Regions from separate parts of the Mus musculus genome. Here regions 2, 3, 4, 5 and 6 are each linked to region 1. The links are chromatin contacts, called in public HiChIP or PLAC-seq and promoter capture Hi-C maps. All regions are on one chromosome and are shown on one strand. The core of a region is the stretch at or near the end of the contact, and the rest is flanking DNA. Distances in the headings are between cores, read along the strand shown.

Evidence for each region. Promoter capture Hi-C pulls out the DNA fragments that hold promoters and counts their contacts. HiChIP or PLAC-seq counts read pairs in DNA pulled down with a chosen protein or histone mark. Capture Hi-C pulls out chosen DNA fragments and counts their contacts.
Region 2: a promoter capture Hi-C map of embryonic stem cells shows a contact between it and region 1, with 4 times the contacts expected there. The contact joins the promoter of Spata33 here to the promoter of Acsf3 in region 1. A contact is called at or near these places in 7 of 39 promoter capture datasets (cranial neural crest, embryonic stem cells, fetal liver and 3 more), 2 of 484 Hi-C or Micro-C datasets (CD4 T cells and embryonic stem cells), 9 of 115 datasets of contacts at active chromatin or transcription factors (bone marrow-derived macrophages, embryonic stem cells, fetal liver and 5 more) and 4 of 9 other capture datasets (adipose tissue, embryonic stem cells, liver and 1 more).
Region 3: a contact with region 1 is called in a promoter capture Hi-C map of embryonic stem cells, with 2.8 times the contacts expected there. The contact joins the promoter of Dpep1 here to the promoter of Acsf3 in region 1. A contact is called at or near these places in 7 of 39 promoter capture datasets (the C10 cell line, embryonic stem cells, frontonasal cranial neural crest and 3 more), 1 of 484 Hi-C or Micro-C datasets (bone marrow-derived macrophages), 1 of 115 datasets of contacts at active chromatin or transcription factors (stem cell-derived neural progenitor cells) and 2 of 9 other capture datasets (embryonic stem cells and macrophages).
Region 4: a contact with region 1 is called in an H3K4me3 HiChIP or PLAC-seq map of embryonic stem cells, with 3 times the contacts expected there. The contact joins the promoter of Mvd here to the promoter of Acsf3 in region 1. A contact is called at or near these places in 13 of 39 promoter capture datasets (cranial neural crest, embryonic stem cells, hematopoietic stem and progenitor cells and 7 more), 2 of 115 datasets of contacts at active chromatin or transcription factors (bone marrow-derived macrophages and embryonic stem cells) and 2 of 9 other capture datasets (embryonic stem cells and pancreatic islet).
Region 5: a promoter capture Hi-C map of liver shows a contact between it and region 1, with 2.5 times the contacts expected there. The contact joins the promoter of Spg7 here to the promoter of Acsf3 in region 1. A contact is called at or near these places in 3 of 39 promoter capture datasets (frontonasal cranial neural crest, hippocampal neurons and liver), 2 of 484 Hi-C or Micro-C datasets (embryonic stem cells and uterus), 3 of 115 datasets of contacts at active chromatin or transcription factors (bone marrow-derived macrophages, epiblast stem cells and pancreatic cancer cells) and 2 of 9 other capture datasets (liver and pancreatic islet).
Region 6: a promoter capture Hi-C map of liver shows a contact between it and region 1, with 2.1 times the contacts expected there. The contact joins the enhancer-like site here to the promoter of Acsf3 in region 1. A contact is called at or near these places in 7 of 39 promoter capture datasets (3T3-L1-derived adipocytes, frontonasal cranial neural crest, hippocampal neurons and 4 more), 1 of 484 Hi-C or Micro-C datasets (embryonic fibroblasts), 1 of 115 datasets of contacts at active chromatin or transcription factors (stem cell-derived neural progenitor cells) and 2 of 9 other capture datasets (embryonic stem cells and liver).

What each region holds. Positions count from the first base shown.
Region 1 is chr8:122,773,855-122,777,636 of GRCm38.p6, reverse strand. Acsf3 (acyl-CoA synthetase family member 3) reads right to left here and starts at 2,151. Exons shown (of 10, transcript NM_144932.4): 1 at 2,047-2,151. Gm39271 (a long non-coding RNA gene) reads left to right here and starts at 2,189. Exons shown (of 3, transcript XR_879309.2): 1 at 2,189-2,353; 2 at 3,304-3,782.
Region 2 is chr8:123,210,758-123,214,539 of GRCm38.p6, reverse strand. Spata33 (spermatogenesis associated 33) reads right to left here and starts at 1,682. Exons shown (of 3, transcript NM_177279.4): 1 at 1,543-1,682; 2 at 1,303-1,452. The coding sequence starts at 1,579. Chmp1a (charged multivesicular body protein 1A) reads left to right here and starts at 1,752. Exons shown (of 7, transcript NM_145606.3): 1 at 1,752-1,874. The coding sequence starts at 1,868.
Region 3 is chr8:123,184,582-123,188,363 of GRCm38.p6, reverse strand. It overlaps Dpep1 (dipeptidase 1), which reads right to left and starts at 2,129. Exons shown (of 11, transcript NM_007876.2): 1 at 1,923-2,129.
Region 4 is chr8:122,441,421-122,445,202 of GRCm38.p6, reverse strand. Mvd (mevalonate (diphospho) decarboxylase) reads left to right here and starts at 1,781. Exons shown (of 10, transcript NM_138656.2): 1 at 1,781-1,909. The coding sequence starts at 1,837. 9330133O14Rik (RIKEN cDNA 9330133O14 gene) reads right to left here and starts at 1,547. Exons shown (of 1, transcript NR_045696.1): 1 at 1-1,547.
Region 5 is chr8:123,063,384-123,067,165 of GRCm38.p6, reverse strand. It overlaps Spg7 (SPG7, paraplegin matrix AAA peptidase subunit), which reads right to left and starts at 1,658. Exons shown (of 17, transcript NM_153176.5): 1 at 1,457-1,658; 2 at 591-693. The coding sequence starts at 1,639.
Region 6 is chr8:122,515,622-122,519,403 of GRCm38.p6, reverse strand. The region is part of intron 1 of Piezo1 (piezo-type mechanosensitive ion channel component 1); the gene reads left to right. Among named protein-coding and RNA genes, the nearest start is that of Gm26497, 3.2 kb to the left of the region's middle. Within about 2 kb of position 1,698, at least 60 of the 459 cell types and tissues checked have an H3K27ac peak or open chromatin away from gene starts, as enhancers often do. A contact at or near this core is called in liver, where this site is marked.

The sequences.
Region 1 (3,782 bases), core at 902-3,401:
AAGCACCCAGAGAGCCCAGCACTCAGGAGGTACTGCCTGTTGCCTAGCACCCAGATGTGGAAACTCATCAGCATCAGGAAGCTGCACAAAGGAACCCCGGAGACCAGGTTACTGATGAAGAATTGCCTGGAGAGATGATGGCACACAGGAACAAGGGCATGGGAGAGCCCTCCTGATACAGGCCTCTAGTCCTAGGGAGGGCAAGAGCTTGGATCATGAGAAAGAAGCCCTCTTAGCAGTAGCACAAATACGTGCAAACCTTCCCCCCTTGTTGCATTAACACTACGACCTTAGGGACACAAAAGTTGTGCATACAGTACGCTCACACAAGTGATCATGGCATTAACTGACACTAGCCAATGGTCCTTTGAAAAGCATAAGTAGATCAGAGACACTCAAACACACTTGTGTAATAGAGCGCTGGCCTCCACCAATCTATCTGGCACCCTCCTTTGGACACCTCCGTACCCCATGAGGTGGTAGGGCTGAGTCAACCTGGCTAACCAGGCATAAGCAACACAGTAGGGTGGTCACAAGATTTGGAGCAGGCAGAGTTGATGCAGCTCCAGGACCTCTGGGGTAGAGTCCTGAGCCCTGAACGTTGGTAGCCATGGACAGACACTGGGCATCAGGAGGTATCAAGCCAGGCTCCTTGTGGAATAGACTCAGTTACAGTTACCCATGGGGCCCTCATTCTGTGAGGAGACACCCACACCAGCAAGAACAGTGGCCCCCATGAGGAGGACACACTGACCCTGGGGTGACAGGTCAGAGAGGGTGGTAGAGGAAAGAGCAAACTGATTCCTGTGTGGACAGCTGTACTCATGCTGGGGTGGCACTGCTGTGCCATCGTCAGTTCTTATAAGTTCTACCATGTCCCCTCTGAGGCACTGTCTTACTCTCTCATATATGGAAATGGGACCAGTGCAGGCCTCCAAAGCCACTTTGGTCTTTGTACTGGCTGGATTTGTGTCAATTTAACACAAGCCTGATTTATCACAGAAAAAGGAGCCTCCCTTAAGGAAGTGCCTCCATGAGATCCAGCTGCAAGGCCTTTTCTCAATTAGTGATCAAGGGTTGGAGGACCCATTGTGGGTGGTGCCATTCCTGGGCTGGTACTCTTGGGTTCTATAAGAAAGCAGGCTGAGCAAGCCAGGGGAAGCAAGCCAGTAAGGAATGTCCCTCCATGGCCTCTGCGTCAGCTCCTGCTTTCTGACCTGTTTGAGTTCCAGTCCTGACTTCCTTTGGTGATGAACAGCAACATGGAAGTGTAAGCTGAATAAACCCTTTCTTCCCCAACTTGCTTCTAGGTCATAATGTTTGTGCAGGAATAGAAACCCCAACTAAGAAAGTCTTCAAGCATGAGCCTGGCCCAATCATTAAACATCTGTCAGCATTGAGCTAACTCCCAGCTCGTCCAACCAGAGCCAGTTCTTTAGGGCAAAACACTGTCTATTCAGGGCATCTGGCTGTGCATGGTTCCCTGACCCACTTCATGTCCAGGGATGTCATCAGAAAGGTATGTCTACATCCGTCTGGAGACAAGGGCAGCAGGGACACCGGTTTTACAATAATCACGTTGGCCTTGAAAACGCTTAGCGCATTTCCGATTTCAGGACTCCCTCTCGGGACAGCCTATGGCTTAGATGTGCTCCTACAGCAGTATCTGGAGGCTCTCACGGGTCTTAGTGGTCAGCCACAGGCAAGTTCCCTCCCTTCCAGGATGAGAATCAACACACTTCTCTTTTAGAGAAATTCCCGGACCCGCTTCCAAATCCAGAAGCCCTTCCTCGCATGCACGCTGGTCCCGTCCCTGACGCCCTAGTCGGCTCTCGGGACCCATCCGAGCCAGGACCCTGGCGACCTGCATCCCACACGGTGCTCGGCGCAAACAAATCGGGGAGGGGTTTCGTGTGACGTCATCCCGGGTCCTTACAGAAGTGTCCCTCACGCTGTGACAGACACCTGCCCGACAGGTCCCACGGCCCCCGGGTCAGCTCCAGCTCACCTCGACACCCCCTTTCTTGTAGTCTGCTGCGCGCTCACCTGGGGTCAGGCGGGGTTGGGGTGGGGGTGTCAGGGGTGGGGCACGGGAGTGCGAGGTTGTCCAGGTAGGTGAAGCGGGCCGGAATGAGTCCTACACCTAAAAGTGTCCGCAGGCGAAAAGTGTCCGTCGATCTAATACGTCCCGGGATGCAGCGCCTGAGAAATGCGTTCCGGGAACGAACGTTCCTGCTCATTCGCATACTCCATCTGCTCGCAAGTCTTGAGAGGGACTGGCAGAGAGTGGCCTTTAGGTGCCTGACATCTGTTACCAGATCTCTGGATCCATTGTCCTGATGGAACAAGTACTGTGAGTTGTTTGCATTGGGTCCTATTTAACTGTTGTTATTGAGACAGGGTCTCATGTAGCCCAAGCCAGCAATGTAGCTAAGGGTAACCTACCTCTACCTTTTGAGAGATGACTAATTATAGGCTTGCTTCGCCACATTCGGCTTACGTAGTGCCAAGGATGAAACCTGGGGCTTCACACATGCTAGACAAGCACCGCAACGACTTGGAGCTGTATTCTCAGCTCTCAACGATCATTTTAATAGGCATGATGGCTCCCGTGGCCAAAGGGACCACACAGCTGTGGTCACCATCTTCGCCAAATCAGGATGTAAATGGACTCCCTTGGCCCCTGAAGAGGGGTTCCTCGGCTTGCAGCTGGGGGGGTCTATATGCTAAACACACCTCTGTGACACAGACCAGGAACTGTGGCAGGATGGAGGCAAGGTCTCATTCTGTAGCACAGGATGGCATTAAACTCCTGGTAATCCCACTGCCTCAGCCTCCTGAGTATAGGGATTACAGATCTATGCCTCCACAGCCAGTTTTAGGGTAGGATACTAAATGCTTTCTGTACAGTAAAGATAAACCTTGAAACACTAAGGTCTGTTTGTCAGTGGCAGCAAAGCTATAGACAAAACTCCTCTCCCTGCAGCAGCTGGGGAAGTCTCACAGACCTCCATGTAGGTAAAACACGGATTCTTGACTTAGGCTTTCAGGAAGATTCATTATGAAGCACATTTGGAGTTAGCAAGACGTAGCTTTAATATAGTTTTAAGCATTACCATTGAGACATACTGGTGAGGGAACTGATTTAGGCGAAGGATGGTAGACGCCCTAGTACTGATGTGGGCTTCTGAGGAGAGCACTGGGTGTCTTTACAATAGCCATACACAAAATTCAGGAGGCTTCTGAAGTTATACAGTTTCTAACAAACTTTTTGTTTCCTTTTCTTTTCCCTTTTTTGGCAAGTGAGATCAAAGAGAGGAAGAGGCAGAGAATCAACGTGAATCAAAATGTCTAACATTGGGATTTACACCACAGACCCTAGGACTTCTATGCTTAAATGTCTACACCCAAAGCATAGTCCTAAACATGGCCAGAATGGAGACAGATTCTGTGACCCCTGGGCCTTGGAAATCATCAAGAGTCTGGATTTGGGTTTGGAGTGCTCAGTTGTTAGCATAACCCCCAGGATTATGCCTAAACAAGACATGTTAATCACAGTATTTAGAATGTGGAAGCAAAAGGATTAGAAATTCAGGGTTATCTGACTACATAGAGAGTTTGAGGTCAGCTTGGGATACATAAGATTGTCTCAAAAACAAACAAACAAACAAACAAAACCACAAAACCATCAAGAGAAGAGATAGAGTGGCTGGAGAGATGGCTCAGTGGTATTCCCCTCCCAGGGGGTCTGAATTTGATTCTAAGCACTTATACCAAGCAAT
Region 2 (3,782 bases), core at 433-2,932, 440 kb before region 1:
GCTGGGCAGATGAAGCCTATCTCAGAAAGGCTTCCTTGCCAATAGCAAGCAAGGCCCCACATCTCTTAAGGGTCAGCATGGTCTGTGTGCCTGTGAGGCTGCAGCCTTCCAGATCCCTTGGCACTGTGAAGGAAGACATTCCTGAGGTTGAAAGCGACACAATGGAGCACAGAGTCCTCGATGCCGATGCCAGGCATGGTGGTGGTGGTCGCCATCTCTGACCCATCTTTGGTGAGACATCAAACCACAGGGTGACAAAATCTTGTTTAGTTGGCTTTTCTGTCATCAGCTAAAAGCGCCCTGATCGACAGATATCACATCACAAGCCTCCCTAGGTCTGCAGCCTCTGTGTAGCCTTCTAGCCTCAGATGAGGGGCCCCTAAGCTTCAAGGTCAGACCTCAGAAATCCAGTCCCAGCACCTGGATTTCAAACTGCCTCCCCAAGACCCATGGGTGCCTCAACCTCTTTCTCAAATGAGAGGAGGGTCTGTGCTTTCTACCTCCAATCCTTCTCAACTGTCCTCGGCTACTGCGCCTCTGGCTTCCACCAGATTCCGGCAGTGAGCCTGGGGTAGGTCCTCCTAGGGCTCTGTTTTTCATACAGGCCTCCATTCTGGAACCAGAAAGACAAAGCATCCAATTCCTAATGCCTTCCTTGTTTTAAACCTGCAACAGTTCTATTTCTGACAATGGGGGGGGGGGGGGTGTCACAGTGTCGGAAGGCTCTGTACGTTTCCTTCTGTGTGGCCATACCAAGCTACTATAAAAGGTAGAAACAGGCCAAACGTCTGCCTCGGGGAAAAGTGGAATTCGCAGCAGTTTCTGGTGTCTGCCAAATGCTGGGTGTGAAAAGAAACACTTTTGTCCCACTCACGGTCCTTTCTACCTTGAGACGCCCTCCCATCTTTGTGGCCAGGCTGAGGGACACCAAGCCCTCTCCGCTCAGGAGTCAGTCACACAGCAGCCTGGCCAATCACCCGAGGAGAATTCTGCTCCAAGCTGTAACATGTTGAAGGGATCACTGTGGGACCAGAGAGCACCCTACTAACCCTCTTTGGGGAACACTTTATGGATCGCTCAAGTTTCGTCTCAATTTCTTTTTTCCTTCTGAAACAGGGTCTCCAGATATACAAGATGCCCTTGAAATCCCTGTTATAGCCTAGCCTAGAGCCAAGGGCAGTGCTCTCGCTCACCTTCCCTGCACCGAGAACCCTGTAATATTTACCTCCCGGGTCATCATCCTTAGAAAGAGGTCCCATCCCTGCTGCCTTGCCGCGGCCGGTCTCCTCTGGATCTCCCTACCTTCAGACGAAGACGACGGCCTTGAGTGCTTGGATGTCGCGAACAACAGGCTTTCGGCAGGCTGCGACTCCTTGTCAGACTGCTTGGCCTCCTTCTCCATTACTTTCTCCTTAGACTTTGTAACTAAAGTGGTAGTGCTCTTCTCCTCCTCTGAAACACACGGACGGACAAGCCGTTAGACCTACAGCCCGCGGACGCCCGCACGGAGGGCGGGCCTCGCCGCCAGGCGGCGCCCTTTACCTTTCTTCTCTCTGGGTTTGCTTTTCGACTGGCCCATAGGTGACCCCGCCGCTCCAGCCGGGCGGCCTCGGGGCCGGTTAACCCGACCGACTCACAAAACCCACACTAGGCTCCGGGAGCTCATTACCATGGCAACCGCGTGCCGCGCGAGCCGTGCCTGAGCCCCGCCCAGGCCCCGCCCAAGCCCCGCCCCGGAGCTATCTTCTCGCGACAGCCGGCCGCGCGACCGGAAGCGGTGGCGACCCCGGAAGCCCTCGCGGAGACAGCGGGTCCGTAACATCGCGTCCCCTGCGCCGCCCCGAGGGCTGTGCTAGCCCGACCGGCCATGGACGGTAAGGGGCTGTCATCCACTTCGGGGTCGGAGCGGGAGTCTGCGGACGTCTCGCCTCAGCCCCATAACCCAGCCGGACCCGCCCCGGGCTTCAGCCCCAGACTCTATCCCCCCGGGCCTGGGACCCATAGTCTATACCCTGTATTCGGACCGGGACCCGCCCCCAGCTCACTGGGCTCGAGACCTCCGACTAGGACCTGCCCTGGGGCCTGCAGCCCGTGTAGCCACCAGGACCCGACCCGGTGCCTGAACCCTGACATCCTAGCTGAAACCCTCTCCTGGGCCTCGATCGCACAACCCAGCAGAAGCCAGCTCCCGATTCTTGATTCCAGACCCCCAGCCAGCTCTTACCCCTGGGTCTTGTTTCTTTACCAGATCTCCCCAGGCCTGCACCCCACGCCCGGGATCCAAACCCTGAATCTTGTCCAAATGATCCTACACCCGACCCCCGATCCAGGCCACTTCCACTAGCCACTCTCCCTGTTTGTTTTGTTTCTGTTTGGGGACAACGGAGTGTGGTCAGAAGGCACCAGAAAAGTACCCAGAGAAATAGTAATTAAGATACAAAGGAGTTCAAGTGCCAAACAGTAGGATTTTGGGTTCCCTCCTAGTAGGAGGGCCCGGTTAACCTTAGGTTAACAGGTTGGAAGGGAACCACCCGTAGCAGTATGAGTCACGAGTCACTTCGACCTGCCGTGGCTCCAACCTCTAGACTCCCAAGGAACTCATAATAGGTTTTATGGGCTAGTATCATAGAGTTTTTGTTTGTATGAGACTGCTTCTCTATGTAGCCTTGGCTGGCCTAGAACTTACTGTATACACCAAGCTGCCCTTGAACTCAGAGATCTGCCTACTTCTGCCTCCCCACTGCTGGGATTAAAGGTCTGTGCCACCGCCTAGGGCTGTAATGGAGGTTTTGTTTTGTTTTTAAACTGCTTTCTGAAATGTAGAAAGCTAAAGTACTGTGTCATTGTTGTAGAAGACGTAAGAATCCTAGACTGAGCCAGGCGTGGTAGCGTACGCCTTTAATCCAGCCTGGTCTACAAAGTGAGTTCCAGGATAGCCAGGGCTATACAGAGAAACCCTGTCTCGAAAAACAAAACAAAAACAAACAAGCAAAAAAGAATCCTAGACTGTCCCTTGGGAAGAAGATGGACCCTTGTCTGACATTACAGTTCACTCTGCAGCTCACAACAGGGTTCTCCCGATTTTCAGAGTCCAGTCCCTCTAGAGTCTACATGAAAGTACGGGCTAAAATGGGGGCGATTTGGCCAGTGTCCTAAAACTAGTGAAATGGCTGGACCATACCTAGGTGACACTGTTCCTCCAGTCACTGTGTCATGGTCAGCCTACCCTGAGTGGTGAGAGATGCACAGAGGTGATTGCAGCCCGGCAGGTCTCTGCCAGGCCCTGTCTGCATCCACAGACCCTCAGTGCCCTGAGTCTGGACTGCTAGGGTAAGGCTTTAGAAATTAAGTATGACAGCACTCTGCAGATTCAGGAACGGAGCCAGTTACCGATGCGGTGTGCGGTGGTTCCAACTGTAATGCCAGCCCTCAGGAGGTAGGCAGAAGGGTCAAGAGGTCAAAGTGTCCCCAGCCTCGGCTACTTAGTGAGTCTGAGTGGGAATCCTGTCTCAAAACAGCAAACATAAGAAATTGAATTTGCCTGTCCCAAGTTTTTGTTTCTTTTTTGTTTTTGTTTTTGTTTTTCAAGACAGGGTTTCTCTGTGTAGCCCTGGCTGTCCTGGAACTCACTCTGTAGACCAGGCTGGCCTGAAACGCAGAAATCTGCCTGCCTCTGCCTCCCTAGTGCTGGGATTTAAGGCGTGTGCCATCACCGCCTGTCCCGTTCCAAGTTTTTGAATGAGTAGCTAGTTTGGTTGTTCCTATTTTGGCTTAGTACAGGT
Region 3 (3,782 bases), core at 880-3,379, 410 kb before region 1:
TGTGTGTGTGTGTGTGTGTGTGTGTGTGTTTCAGACACTGCTTTCTGCCTGCCTTGGTGATTGCTTCTCAAGAGATCCATACCCAACACTGGCCTCAAGTATCGCTTTCAAACTAACAGTTGGCCTTGAACCACATCCCTTTATTCTATGTATAGGATGGTGTTACTCACTAGAAAAACACGCTTACTTGCCAAAAGCAGAAAGAACACAGTAAAAATAAACACATGCTACCTAAACAGTGTTCTTCAACTCCAACCAGAGTCAGAGAGGATGCCATGGAGCAATCAGTAAACCATATTCCAAACCCCTAAAAAATGTGCTACATTGAGCAGGGTGCCTCAATGGGCCTGCAGTTACCAAGTCCTGACACAGAAGACCCGGGAATAAATCGCTAACCGGAATTTATCACAGATCCTTCTACCAAGGCTCCTTGGGATACGGGACCTTAGGAGGCTGCCTCTAAGCAGCCTCTTGTAACTTGAGACCCAAATGGGCTAATTTGACCTTGGTCCTGCCACCAGCCATCCATGGGGCAGTAGAGACAACTGCACTGCAGCACATAGACCTCAGACCTATGATCTCATGCCCTCCATAATCACAAGTCACAGCGCATGTCCAAACACAGGGACATCTCAACACACTGGTTGGGTGGCATCCCCGAACAGTAAGAACATACTCCACATGTATGCCTGTAAATCTACACGTTACACACTACATGTTACACAGGTACTCCCTCATAAACACCATCTTCAGTAGACATGTACATACATGTAGACATGTATGAGCATACATATCCACATCTGAACGTGACTCTCTGTACAGAGGGATCCACGCAGACACGGACCTGCCCGGGTCCCACATGCTCACGCTGGTCACCACGGACAGAAACACTTGGGCATTCCCAAACAAAGAGCTCCAAACACATGGATGTGCTTTGGAATCCATATGTGGACTTTTCCACACATATTAAGCAGATACTCAGATGCCCAGACAACTGTAGACACATGTGTCCACATAGGCCTATCATCTGTCAGGACATACACTCTCCATATGGCCCCTGCCACACTTACCGGTGGCCCGGGGGTGGATGCGCCCAGCCACTCGGGTACCACCCAGTTCTATGCCTTCTTGGGTGTCTACAATGCTGCCTTCAGTTTCATATGACTACTTGTGGGGTCTCGAAACTAGAGCCCCCAGCGAGGGCTTCTGGCGAGGCTATATGGAGCAGTAGCTTGCCCATCATCTATCCGTATGCCTTTTCCCCAGGGGGACGTCACTGGGTCACCAGTGGCTCAGCAGACCAGTCTGTCTCCCAACTGTATACCAGGCTGACATCTGCACAGAGATCCCTCAGACCTCTAGATTTTCAGGACCAACAGCCAAACCTTCACCCTGACCTCTGTCCCCAAAGCCTAGCTCCTCAGGGGCTGTGCCATATGACGTTGCAGGCCACCTGAAGAGTAGTTCTTCCTTCTGACACCTCCAGTCCATCCCCAGGTGTGACTTCTTCATATCTCCCCTCACCCTGCCTATGAGTCCCACATAGCTCCTAGTTTTCTACCCCACAGGGTCATCTTTCTCATTTATCACCCCAGCTTTCAATGCCCTGCCTGCATTAAAACAGGGTCCCGCTTTTAGCTTCATCTTCACCCTCCCCCACACCAGACTGGGCATCCAGAGGGAACACTTTTTTTCTGCCTGCCCCTCCGTGTCTATCATCTGAACACCCTCGCCTCACAGAGCCTCTCCCTTCAAGGTGTTGCTCGACGACGACATCCTCCACATTGAGGTCCTGTTTGCGGTCTATCCGTAAGTTTCCTCTGCTCTCAGGATCTTTTCTACCCAGGAGTGGAAAGGGCTTTCTGTCCCTCATTACGGCTTGGCCTCCACCCACTGCTACTTCCCAGCACCCCAACACTCACCACGAGCACACGCGGGTCAGGGGTGCCAATGTGGCTTCAGTCCTGTGGCTGACACCCAGAGAGACGGGACAGCCTGCTCCTGAGTCCTCCAGCTTTGAAGGGCCACCTCTTTAAAAGGGAAACTCCCCGGGGCTCCACAGAGTGCCAAGGAGAGCAGACAGGACTAATGTATCACACATGTCAGCTGTTCCTCGTCTCCGAAAGGCACGCAAGCCCTCAGTAACGCAGAGCATCCGGTGGGGTCCGGGTCTCTGGGTCAGCCGTCTGGGGAATGATAGGCCTTTGGGGCCATAGCCAGTAACCTGAGCTCTCCAGCGCAGAGGTCGAATGAGTTAACATTTACCAGGCTAACAGAGTTAGGGAGCCACAAGAGGAGTTTGGGCTGTGGTCTCAAAGTATGTACACACTCTTGAGTTTATTCTGCTGAGCTCAATATCCTGAGGTGGCCTTGGGATCTGGAGTCACATATTTTCCTCCGTCTTCTGACCGGTCCCCTTATCACTCCCCTCATTACTGAAGTGAAAATGACCCGTGCTTCCCAGTTGGGACAGCCAGTTCCCCAACCCAGGAATGAGCCAGCACTGTTAGGCCCACCCCTGGGAGCCCTTGGATCCATTGTTCCAACAAGGAGGGTTGATCTCTCTCCATCCTCACCATAAGGAGAAACAACAGCAACCTCAGATTGGAATGTTCTCTGGCAGAACAACAGGCCTTTCGAAACTGTGGGAGGGTCTGGTGCCTCTCTGTAAGCGGGAGGCAGGGCTTCTCTGTGGCTTTAAGATTCTGTGGAAGCAGACAGCAGGGTGGTCCCGGTGGTAAGACAGAAGGAAAGGCCAGGTCGGTCGTCAGGGAAGGGCACAATAGGAAGGAGCACACAGGGCCCTCTGCCCCTGCTCTGGCCCACCCTTAGGCCTGGCTGTGTAACTGTGTGTGGACTGCTCCCTCTCAGAGCTTCAGTCATCCTGTGTATGGACGACGACAACCTATTTAGCCAGTGATGTCATAGACATTGAGATCCCAGGTTTTAGGAGAGGACAAAGACAGTGAAAAAGCCGGAGAGCCAGACTGGGGGGCCAATCTATAGGTGAGAGAGTGGGACACAGACAGACAGGGCCAGACAGACAAGGACAGACAGACAGGGACAAACCATACCCTAATTCTCCCCTTGGAGCCAATTAACTCTCCCTTAGCCACCCAGTGCAGGCTGCCACTATTAGGAGACCATACTCTTGTGGGTCCAAGGGTGGACCAGGACTAGGGAGGCGTGGCTAGCAAGGCCTGTGTCCTGGGGGAGCTGAGGGCTCAGGATAACGACCCAGCAAATGGGTACATCACACATTTGCGTAGCTTTGAGATCCCTGCTAACTCTGGCTACACGCAGGGTCCCCAGATGACTCCCGAATCCTTAGCTCATTTAGGGGTTGTCAGGTTCTGCCTGGAGGCTCAGTCTCCTCACACAGTGAGATGCTGGGAAGGCACAGGATGCAGGGCACTCGGCATGTTAATACTCATACCCGGGAAAGCTCACTAATCCTTCTGAAAGTCCCTGGAGAGGAAACATCTTAGCAAGTTGCTAAATCAGGAGCCCCTCATAAATGGTCCCCGGCAAATGACACCAGGACAAGTCTTAGGTTCCCATCTCCTCTGGGAATGAGGCTGCAGAAGGCTTTCCATCTGCTTGAGTGGGGCTTCTGGGGGAAGGCCCACAAGGCCTGTTGAGCGGAGACAGCAGTGCTTAAGGTCAGAAGCACCCAACAGCCCGGGAAGCCCAGAGCTGCCCTAAAGTCCTGCCATCACCTTGCGAGTCTTGTTTTTTTTTTTTATCTCTGATATATTTTTTTTACAAGATTTATTGATTGT
Region 4 (3,782 bases), core at 532-3,031, 330 kb after region 1:
GTACTGGTGTCCTTCAGCTCATGAGGTGACCTTGGTCTCTGTACCTGATAATGTACAAAAATACCCATGGGTGAAACTATTCATTCCGGAGTAAATTAATTGTTCTCTTCTTTCTTTAACTTATTGTTTTTATTTTTTAGAGACAGGATCTCACAGTGAACTTCTGGCTGGCCTTGAACTCACAGAGACATCCTCCCCCCTTCTTCTTCTTTGGGTTTATTTATTTAGGTTTTTTCAAGACATGGTTTCTGTGTAGCCCTGGAACTTACTCTGTAGATCAGGCTGCCCTGGAATTTACAGAAATCCACCTGACCTCTGCCTCCTGAGTGTTGGGATTAAACACACCACCTTTCTGCTGGTGTGTGTGTGTGTGTGTGTGTGTGTGTGTGTGTGTGTGTGTATGAAGCAGAAAAGTTATTGCAAGAGAAATTGAAAATACGAGCCATCTCACAAGCCACAAGGAAACAATAGTGAACTCCCATTGGTCAGCTGTCAGCCTGACTGACAGGCTGTCTACTGTGGCGCAGAAGGCCTATTCACACACTCTCGCTCTAGCAGAGAGAGCTGAGCAATCGATCCAGCTTCCAAGATGGCAGCCGGCCAACAGCTATCAACATCGCCCCAGGCACATAGCTGCTTGGCTGGTTCATCCACTTCTAGGAATCTACGCAAGCACTCTTATACACAATGCAAGGAAAGTCCGGTGCATGGCTTCCAAGGGGGACGGCTTGAGTCAATTACCGACGGTCTAGACAAACAAGGAAGCTGTTTTGGTGTGCAGCTGGAAAGTGTCCAAGAAACTCAGACGTAGAAAAAGCAGCATGGAAAAAAAAAGCAACTCCCATTCACTGTGTAGAAAATGTCAGCCAGAAGGCTGTGAAAGGATTAGGTACCATCCACACTCCTAGGAACAGAACTGGTGGCCTGGGTGGGTATCGTGTGCTCGCACATCTTCGGAACTCTAAGCCATTCAACAGCCACGATTTTACAGGAGGTGGAACCAGGAAGTTGTATCTGTTTCTGTTGGAGAATGGATGGTTAGTTCTGGAAACAGAGGTGACGGTTGTATCAAGTAAATATACTAAAGGTCACTAAACTGTACCGTAAGAATGACACAGAAATGTGCCGATCCATTTCAGCTACGGAAAAAAAAAAAAAAAAAACGACAAAATTCTTGCTTGTGTGGAGCTTGGGAGAGAAAATGCCCATCTCGGATGCAGTACATCCGCCGGCGCGGCGGCTGGACACCTCAGGCAAGCTGTGAGACCCCAGACTGTGGGACCAGGAGACTGGAGGTTGTGACAAGAGAAGTCAGATTGTGAATGTAGAAGATTCCAGGATGTGGGGCTCGGGCGCGACCTTGGGCTGCGGATCCCTCCGGATTCACCGTCTAGTGAGCTTTTCATGCAGCGTAGAGGCTAGATGCGTATCCTTTTTCAGCTCCGCTGTTTCAGCAGCAGATGGCCCCGCTGTCCCGACGGTCACTCAGGCTATCCAGTGGTGCTTGTGCCAGAAGGAGGAACCTTTGTAAGAAGGAGGCCTCCTACGCCTGCGCAGATACCACCTCCTGCGCATGCGTAGATTCCACTCCCTGAGCGGACCCCGCCTCTCGCTCGCAGCCACGAGCTTGCAGGCACCGGGGGCGGGCTCAGTGTCAGCCGCACATCATTCGATCCTGTCCATAGGCTAAAAAGTGGATCATGGGCTCGGCCTGTCGCCTATTGGACAGCACGGGAAAAGCCCGGCCAGCGGGCCAATCATATGGCAGCGCGTGAGTCTGTAGACACCGGGTAATCGGTGCTGGGCTCTCTAGCTCGGGACTCCAGCATCTCAGTTATGGCCTCAGAAAAGCCTCAGGACCTAATGGTCACCTGCACGGCGCCGGTCAACATCGCAGTTATCAAGTACTGTGAGTGCTGGAGACAACAGTCACCTCGGCCGGGATCGGGGCATAGAGCTGGAGGCTGTAGTCACTGGGACCCCTGGGCTCGAGGGTCGGGTTCCAGAGTAGCTGGGCTGGAAAGGGGATCCTCCAGGCTGGAATGAGGGGGAAGTTCGCCACCGTCAGATCCATGGGCACAGTGGTGGAAATGGGGGTTACTACAACCAGGATCGGGGAGCCTGGGAGTTGGAGACCGGGGCACAGGTGCCGGGATCGATGTGCACAGGGCTGGAGATGAGGGTCACTGCTGCCGGGATTCAGGGTCCTAGGGCTGGAGGGAAAGACCAATGTCCCGGATCTGGAGTAGCTGGGCTGGAGAAGGCTGGGAGGGTAGCTCAGGGATGAAGGGGGCGTTGCCATGCAGGGATCCGAGGGGCGCTGGTGAGGGGCAGATCTTCCTCCCTCCCTGGTGACACTTGTAAACTGGGGAGGTATTGCCGGGACCAGGGCTTCTCACCCCAGTCTCCCTCTGCTCTTCCTTCCACCGTGGTCATTTAGAAGTGGATCCACGCAGCCTGTAGATTCTTGAGTTTGGCTCGTTTCAGTACGCACGCTCTTCCCGAGGATTATCCAGGTGGACGCAGCAGGATTTCATTGCCCACTGTTGCTTAGGCCCTAGAACAGGGGCTCTGTTGTTACCAGGAAAACTGCTGCCACATTTATGGGCAGGTTTTGGTGTGAACTTTCATCCTTCCTAGGAAGAATGCCCTGGCAGCTCTGGGAGAACAAGAGTCAGTTCTTCATTCTGTTAATGATCTGTGGGTTCCCTGGGGTGGCAGTACCCAGCTGGTATTCCCACCAGTGCTACGCCAACCCTTAAGATTTAATTAATTTATTTAATGTATATGAGTACATTATAGTTGTGAACCTTCATGTGGTTGTTGGGGATTGAATTTAGTACCTTTGCTTGCTCCAGTCAACCCCAGCTCTCTCTGGCCCAAAGATTTATTTATTATTATAAATAATTATTATAAATAATTACACTGTAGCTATTTCAGGTGCACCACAAGAGGGGGTCAGATCTCATTACAGATGGTTGTGAGCCACCATGTGGTTGCTGGGATTTGAACTCAGGACCTTTGGAAGAGCAATCGGCGCTCTTATCCACTGAGCCATCTCTCCAGCTCCCCATTTCTTACTTCATCTCTTTGCGGGCCATTTCTTCTTTGCGTGGTTGCTGCTTGGAGCACTTCCATGGTGGCTGCTTTAAAGCCTTTGCCAGCAGTTGCAGCATCTCTAGACACTTCAACGTTAGTGTCTTTTGGTTTTTGTCTCAGTGTGAGATCCTCCTTTTTGGTGTGACATGATTTGGGGTGAGATCTAATGGTTTTCTGCTGTGCACTGAGACTCAAGTCCTATTAAAACCTTTAGCTGGGCCTGGAGAGATGGCTTAGTGATTAAGAGCACTGACTGCTCTTCCAGAGGTCCTGAGTTCAATTCCCAGTAACCACATAGTGGCTCACAACCATCTGTAATGGGATCCTCTGGTGTGTCTGAAGACAACAACAGTGTACTCACATACATGAAATAAATAAATAAATCTTTTAAAAAACAAAGCATAACCTTTAGCTATTGGAGGAGGGACACCACCTCTTTTATGGCAGACAGATAGATACACCTACTTTGTATGATACTTGTTCCTGCTGGGGCTCTGTAGGGTTCCTGCAGGAGCCATCAGGCCTCCTCTGGAAACTGCAGGCCAGGCTGGGAGAAGCATCCATCTGCCCTGTGGATGAAGTCCAGGTGGCCAGCTGAGCCAGGGCAGCCTGCTGTCCTTCAGGGAGGAAAGTGTGGAACTCCCAGGCTAACAGAGCCTTGGAACAAGGGCAGGGCTGAAACA
Region 5 (3,782 bases), core at 409-2,908, 290 kb before region 1:
GCTTACCATGCCCAAAGTCCTGAGTTCAATCCCTAGCTTCACATAACACTGGACAGAGTGGTACATACCTGTAACCTCAGGACTGAAGAGGGTCACAAGTTCAGGTGTTTTGTTTTTTAAAAGAATCAAAGGTACTCTTAGTGGCTGGGTGTTCCTAGTCTTCTGGTCAGTGTCTAACTAGTGACGTTCTCCTATGTCACTTGTCACCTGCCAAGGAGCCTCCACTCTTAGACTAGAGTGCATGCACACAGCCTGAGATGGTGGATGCTGCTGCACACACAGCATGGCCTTCTGCTCCTAGGCTACTCTACTGAACATCACAGCGAGCCCTGCTCACTGCAGCAAGTGCTGTGCTCTCAGACAACATAAAACCTTTTGTTTTTTTGGGTGGGGGGTGGGGGTGAGCAGGGGGCCAGCAGGGTTTCACTAGCTAGTTCTGCCTGACCTCCAACTGGCAGCCCCTGTTTTAGTGCTGAGATTACAGGCATGTAAGACCTGGTTTGTTTGGTTTTGTCCTCTTCCACTATGCTCTTATAGGACTACAGTAAAACCTGTGTCCCTCAGTAATGGACCATGCAATGCATACACACCTGAAAGCGGCCACAGTCTGACTGCATTTGGAACTATATGCTGTTTCAGTAACAATCCGCTAATACCTTCAAAGCTAGGGGTCAGTATTCGCAATAGCAAACTCTGTAAAAAGAGAAAAAGACCGAGGTAACACTAAGACCATATACCACAACAACACAGGCCTAATCAAAGTCCTTGCCTAGCATGCAGAAAGCTATGGATTTGATCCCCAGTACCTCCTTAAAACTGGGTACAGTGGCGCATGCATGTAATCCCAGCACTTGGGAGGGGATGCAGGAGCATCAAAAGTTCAAAGTCATCTTCAACTGTGTATTGAGAATCTCTCCCTCCTCGGTTTCCATCCTAGAACTGCCTCCCAAGAAGGGGAGGGGCCAAGGGAAAGTGTCAATCAACTCCATCAATGAATTTCACTGGACTCAGCCACAAAACAAAACAAAAAAACCGAAGAAACAAAAGTCAATTAACTTTCACCCACAGCCCAGTTTGAGTCTCCAATTCACAATCTTCCTGGCCTCGTCCTACCAGCAAATACTGAAATTGCAAGTGTGCACCACCTATGTGGGCAAAAGGATCGGGAGTCCAAGGGCTGCTCCGAGTACACATGAACGCCTGCCTCCAGACCAGAAAGAAGAGGACGGAAAGGCACGGGTGACCAGGACTCAGTTTGAAGCCGCCAGGGACAGTGATACAGGGCGTCTCTCTCACACACGCCAGGGAGAGACGAACCACCCGAGGCAGATGCTGCCTCCCGTCCCGGGGAGCCCACAGCAGCCATCCTCCTGCGGAAGAGCGAGGTGCAGGCGCACTTCCGGTCGGCGCGGACCGACCCGCCACACCCGCCGCCGCCGGGCTCCGAGCGGGTTACCTGAGGCGCGTGGCCTCCAGCCGCAGCCGGGCCAACCGGAGTCCCGCGGGCCGCGTACGGCCGCCTGGCCCCAGCCCCGGACGAGAGGCCTGGGCCCCTGCCTGAGAGCAGGCCCCACAGCCGTCGGGGCCGGGGCTCCGGGCCGGGGCGGAGCCCGCGAAGCAGCAGCAAGGCGGCCGCCATGGTGCCGAAAGCGGCGCCTGCGCAGTGCGGCTCCGGCCGCCCTAACGGTCAGGTTTTTGAGGGCGGCCTCCCTTTGCGCTTGCGCGGGGTTGAAGGTCGCGCGCTCCTGGCGACGCCTGCGCGGTCCGAACCGTCTGGTATCCGCAAGGTTAGCTGCGAAACCTCGAGAGTCAGCAGGGTGCGCAGCGCGAAAGCTAGCAGCCCGCAGCCTGCGGGTTCACGTAGAGACAGGCTACGGTTACCCGGTATTTTTCTCTCTTGTGTTTTATTAACAGTCCAAGTTGCGGTTTCCAGTACTTGGCAAGTGGATACACGATTCGCTTTTCACGTTATCTCTTTCTTTGGGGTGCGATTTGGTGGTTCCTGTTGGCCACTTCCGTCCTTCCTGTACGTATTTATTTTGTTGTTTCTCTGTGTGGTGCTAGCTGTCCTCTCGCTGTAGACCAGACTGACCTCGAACTCGGAGATCCACCTGCCTCTTGGTTTTGGTTATTTGTTTTTTTAAATACAGTATCGCTGTGCAACAGTCTGGCTTCAAACTCAAGCTCCGTCTCCTGTGTGCCGGCCTGACAAGAATGAACCAGTTTTTCTGAACATCAGAGATCCGGGGGATGCCCCTGGCTGGCTACAGAATCAACTTAGAGCCAGTGGTGTGTGAGACCACAGGGCAGCAGCTACATACAGAGTAGGAAAACGGTGCCCTCAATCTTAGAGAGGGAGGGAGGGGGGCTCCTAAAGTCGGAACTGGAGGGGCTGGAGAGATGGCTCAGCTGTTAAGAGCACTGGCTGCTCTTCCAGAGGATCCAGGTTCAATTCCCAGCACCCACATGGCAGCTCATGACCATCTGTAACTCCAGTTCCAGGGGATTCGACAACCTCCCACAGACATACATGCAAGCAAAACACCAGTGCACATTAAATAAAACATTTAAAGTGGTGATTGGACCCGTGTCCTCTGGAAGAGCAGACAGTGCTCTTAACCACTGAGCCATCTTTCCAGACCCCTCCCCCCCTTATAGCCATTAGTGGTCTACTACCCATTTCTCCAACTCCCTTAGCATCAGGCAACCACTAGCATTCTTTGTTCCTGTGGACTGTGTTTATGACCAAATTAAGAGCCCCCTTAATTATACTCACTGCCCCTGAGGAGCACCCGTCATCCCGAGCTTCATACCATTTGGCTTTGACAGTTCATTTGTGCAGAGACAGAAGGGAGAGCTTGCTGTCCCACCCATGGACAGCTGCAATCCCAGGCCTGGGCAGGGCCACTGAAGCTCTGAGTCCTGCTAGTCCATGCCAGGCTGGTGCCTGGTAGTCTAACTGCAGAAAGCCCCCAAAGCAGTCTCGGTGCCTTTCCTTCCACTCCATGTCTTTCTGTACTCTCCAAGTCCCTTAACACTAAATAATTCAAACAATAAGCCTTCTCGGTGCTGACTGGTGCCTGGCTTCATGTCAAGCAAACTCTCTGAAGTAAATAAATAAATAAAAATTATCTTACTATGTAGTCCTAGCCAGTCTCAAACTCACAAGAGATCTCCCTGCCCCTGCCCCCTCAGGGCTGGATCAAAGGCATGCACACACCGTGCCACGCAGAAGTGAAAGTTTAAATCATTTAATTGTATGGGCTGAGTGTTTTACCTGCTTATATGTAAGTGTATATGTGCCAGCCTGGTGCCCTCAGAGGTCTGAACGTGACATTGAATGCCCTGGAACTGGAATTTTAGGTGATTGTGAACCCCCGGGTGGTGCTGGGGATCAATCTGGGTCCTCCAAAAAAGCAACACGCGTCCATCTCTCCCGCTCCGTAAATATTTTAGTTCATTTCTATACGTGTGGATGTTTTGCCTGCATGCAAGGCACCTAGTGTGTGCCTGGTGCTTAGGGAGGCTAGAAGAGGGCATCAGATCCCCTGGCACTGGAGTTACAGATGGTTGCGAGATGCCATGTGGGTGCTGGGAATTAAACCCAAGTCCTCTGGAAGAGCAGCTGGTGCTCTAAACCACTGAGCCATGTCTCTAGCATTTGAAGTAAAGAGTGTATTTTACAGATTTAGAAAAAAATAGAGCCAGGAGTAACAGTTGTGCACCAAGCACTCTGGAGGTGGATAGAGGGTACTGTCTTCAGTGTAAGTGAGCCGGCCCAT
Region 6 (3,782 bases), core at 449-2,948, 260 kb after region 1:
CAGCCTCTGCCTCCCGAGTGCTGGGATTAAAGGTGTGCGCCACAACGCCCGGCACATTCACAGATTCTTATGATCTATCGGCTGCTCAGCTCCAATGGTGGTCAGTTCTAGCCATTGATGTGTCCAGGATCCTGGTCAGATGGACCCTGGAGCGTAGAGCTTGCTTCCTCTGACCCCTGTCTCTGATCCCTGGAAAACCAAGTTTTCGGGGACACTTGTGAGACTGATACCTACCCCAGGATTGTGACAGACATTGGCCTGCATGTGGCATTGTCCAGGCCTGTGTGCAAGGCCATGGGGTGGGACAGAGGCTGCCCTTCCGAGAAGTAGTCTTCTGAGGGTATTGGTTACTTCTGGGCCCCGAACACACCTTGCTGAGCCTCTCCCAGCCTGGCAGCTATGGCCTCTTTGGACAGCGTACTCCTCTGTGGGACCCAGGGTCTCAGCGGAGTCTCTGCTCCACCACTGGACACGGCTGCTGCATAGCTGGGACCATAGAAGGACTCCAGGCTCTGCTCTGCCTTGTAGCTCTTTGCCAGTCTAGACACCACTTCCTCCAGGGCTGAGACTGTGGCTGCCCCAGGGTCCCAAGCAGGCCCTGCCCTGCCCTGCCCTGCCCTGCCCTAGAGATGGGTTGCAGTCCTTTGGGCTAGCCTGGTCTCTCCTGTTGGGGCCTCTGCTCAACTCTCTCTGCTCACCGAGGTCTTTCTTTTGGCCTAGAGAGACTCTCCTCCCTTCTCAGAGGGAGGTAGCCTAGAGACTAGGAGGGCAGGCCATCCAAACCTGTTCCCTCTCTTGTGCAGACAGGAGTGACAATGGTGGGGTGGGGGGTTATATGAGACCCTCAACCTTGTTTCTGTGCTGGGCCGAGATGGTAGGGTGAGGTGAGTCTGCTCTTCACCCAGGCTTCCCTCGAAGAAACCATGCTGTTCCTGCACTGGACGCTTGCTTGTCTCCACTTGGGCTGGACGGCCTGCTGCGTTGATGCAGACTAGTGTGAACCTTCACTGTGTTCTCTCCCTGTTGACACAGCCCATCCCTCCAAAGGATCCGGTCATCTCAAGCACACACTGTATCTCTGCACCTTTCCGTCCGTCTGTCCAGCACTGGCTGTGGTAGGGGAAGCTCCCCACAGATCTGCCGTGTGCTTCAGACTCATTTCCAGAGCCATTTACAAATGTGTCTGGCATCTGCTTTGGGAGGTCGCTGTAAGGCTTCTTTGACCAGAGACATATGGGAGCAGCTGGCTCAAAGAGCCTCCAGGGAGTGGTGGATTCTCGTCTCCTACCCTGACAGACCCTGGGCCAGGCTGGGGCTTCTTGAGTAGGTGAGGTCTCCCTTACAGCCCAATCTGCAGGCCCATCTTCATGCTCATGGTGGAGGAGGGGTGGTGACAAACCTTCTGTGTGGTGTACTCTAAAAGTTGTGTGTGGTCCTATTACCCTTACCCCTCCCTCCCTGACCCGGTTCCCACAACGACGAGCAAACCGTTGCTCTGCTCTGGGTCACTCAGAGTCCAGGGGAGCCACCCGGTGGACTTCATTAGCCCTCAGCTATGGCTTGAGGACCCCAGAGTGGATGTTAGCAAGGGTCTTCAGCTTTGTGCTGTAGGGTGAGGGTCTATAAAGGGTTAAGTATGTGCTGGCCTGCAAGGGGCCCTTCCTGCCTCTGGCTGTCCCTATTGTTGCTGGCTCAGGAAAGGCCTGTTTCCTGTGAAATCACAGGCTTTGCCCAGCAGCTCCACCAGAGCAGTCTGAGGCTCTGCCCTCTTTGAGGAATGTCTTTGTCCCCCATGACCCCTCTCCTGCAGTTAGGTGGCAGCTAACCTTCAAGGACAAAGACAAGGAAGGCTGTCTCCTTCAGGCTGCTTGTGATAAATAACATCTCACCTCTGTCCTCTGCACTGCTAAAGTCATGGTTGTGACAGTCACATCAATGTGTTTCAACCAATACGCCACACCACCGGGACCAGGGAGCACCTGGGAACCCTGCATCCCGACACAGCCAGGTTGTGTTGCCTCTTAGTGTTTCTTTCCCTCTCTTCCCAGAAGCAAGAGCTGCACGGCTGACCCAGGCGGGACTCGCTCTCCTGGCTCGCTCTTCTTGCTCTTGAGGGGTGATAATCTTGGAGGAATGATGACTGAGAACGAGACCCTGGAGTGTCAAGTTGTGCCTCTGAGCCTGTTTCCTTGGGTAGAGTGTTCGTCTCTGGACGTAGCCTTTATTTCTCTGTACAGTGTTGGGACCGCTCTACACGGAGGGCAGGCAGGAAGGAAAAGAGGCAGGGGAAAGGGCAGAGCTCAGGGCCTGTGCATCTCCCAAGCTGACCTGTGTTGCTGAGGCAGGACAGGGCGTTCCCCTCGCCTGGTCCCTGGTGCCTCACCTTGCATTTCATCTACCTTTGGCACATACAGCTATGTAGGGTTCTCCTGGCCCTACCTGGGATTAGGAGTAGCCAGGCCTCAATCTCAGTAGCCCATCTCACATTTCCTCGTTGCCAGGAAGCCAGGCATGGAAGTCCCTACCCCTTGCCATCTTGGGTCTCTGGTTTCTGGAGCCCATCACAGATTTTGGACACCGTTCATGTATTTATTCCGGTAAAACATCTATCCACGAAGTTTGTCATCTTAATCTATTTTTGATAGTGTGGTGGCATTAGGCACATCCTCATATGTCACTAATGGCCACCCCAGGACCATCTCATTTTCCTGACTGAAACTTGATAACAGTTAAACTTTAGCCGCGGGACTGGAGAGATGGCTCAGTAGTTAAGAGCACTGACGGCTCGTCCACAGATCCTGAGTTCAATTCCCAGCAACCACATGGTGGCTTACAACCATAATGAGATCTGGGGCCCTCTTCTGGTGTGTCTGAAGACATCGACAGTGTACTCATATACGTAAAATAAATAGATAATTCTTAAAAACAATAATAAATTAACTTTAGCCTCTCCCGCACTCAACACACACAGAACCTCGGGGTCTGAATTTTAAGCTTGCCAAGCAGGCTGCAGGGTAAAGCATCTTTCCCTGCTCCCCAGGGCCTGTGGTGGCCGCCCTTCATTGGCTGTGCTTGGGAGGCCAGAATTCAAAGTCAGGAGTCTTCTCCAGTTGTGTTCCACTTTTTGGAGTTCATCAGTTGGCTTGATTGACCAGCAGGCTCTGTTGCTGTTTCTACAGAATGCTACCTACCACACACAGCGTTTCATACCTGCACCAATCACTGTACGTAATCTAAGTGTGTGTATGTGTATGAACACAGGTCCGTGCGTGTCACAGCATGCTCGTGGAAGTCAAAGGGCAAGCTTGGGTGTTGGCCCTCATCTTCTACCTTATTTGGCACAGGGTTTCTCTGTTAATCCCTGCTGCTTTTGCCAACCACCTGGCCTGACCGCTTCTAGCCAGTCTCTCCTCTCTCCCTCCCATCTCCTGGTAGAGGTGCGCTGGGATTACAACTGGCTTTTGCACAATTCTGGGAATCCAAACTCGGGTCACCAGGCTTCTGTGGCAAGCCACCAAGACGCGTCCTTAGCCTGGCTTTCCATCTTTTCACGTGGGTTCTGGTGATCTCAGCCGAGGTCCACGTGTTCATGCGGCACATGCTCTTGGCTCCCGACACGGGCTTTTGATCACTGCCCCTCACGTGCTTGGTTCAGTGCTGGCCATTCCCGGTATGTGAGGTCGAACCAGTGTCCTCAGAGGCAGGACCTGTCACATCAGGGATGTTAGATAGGAGAAAGCTCTCAGGGGCCTGTGGATGAAGGGACTGGTGGGTAGTCAGCT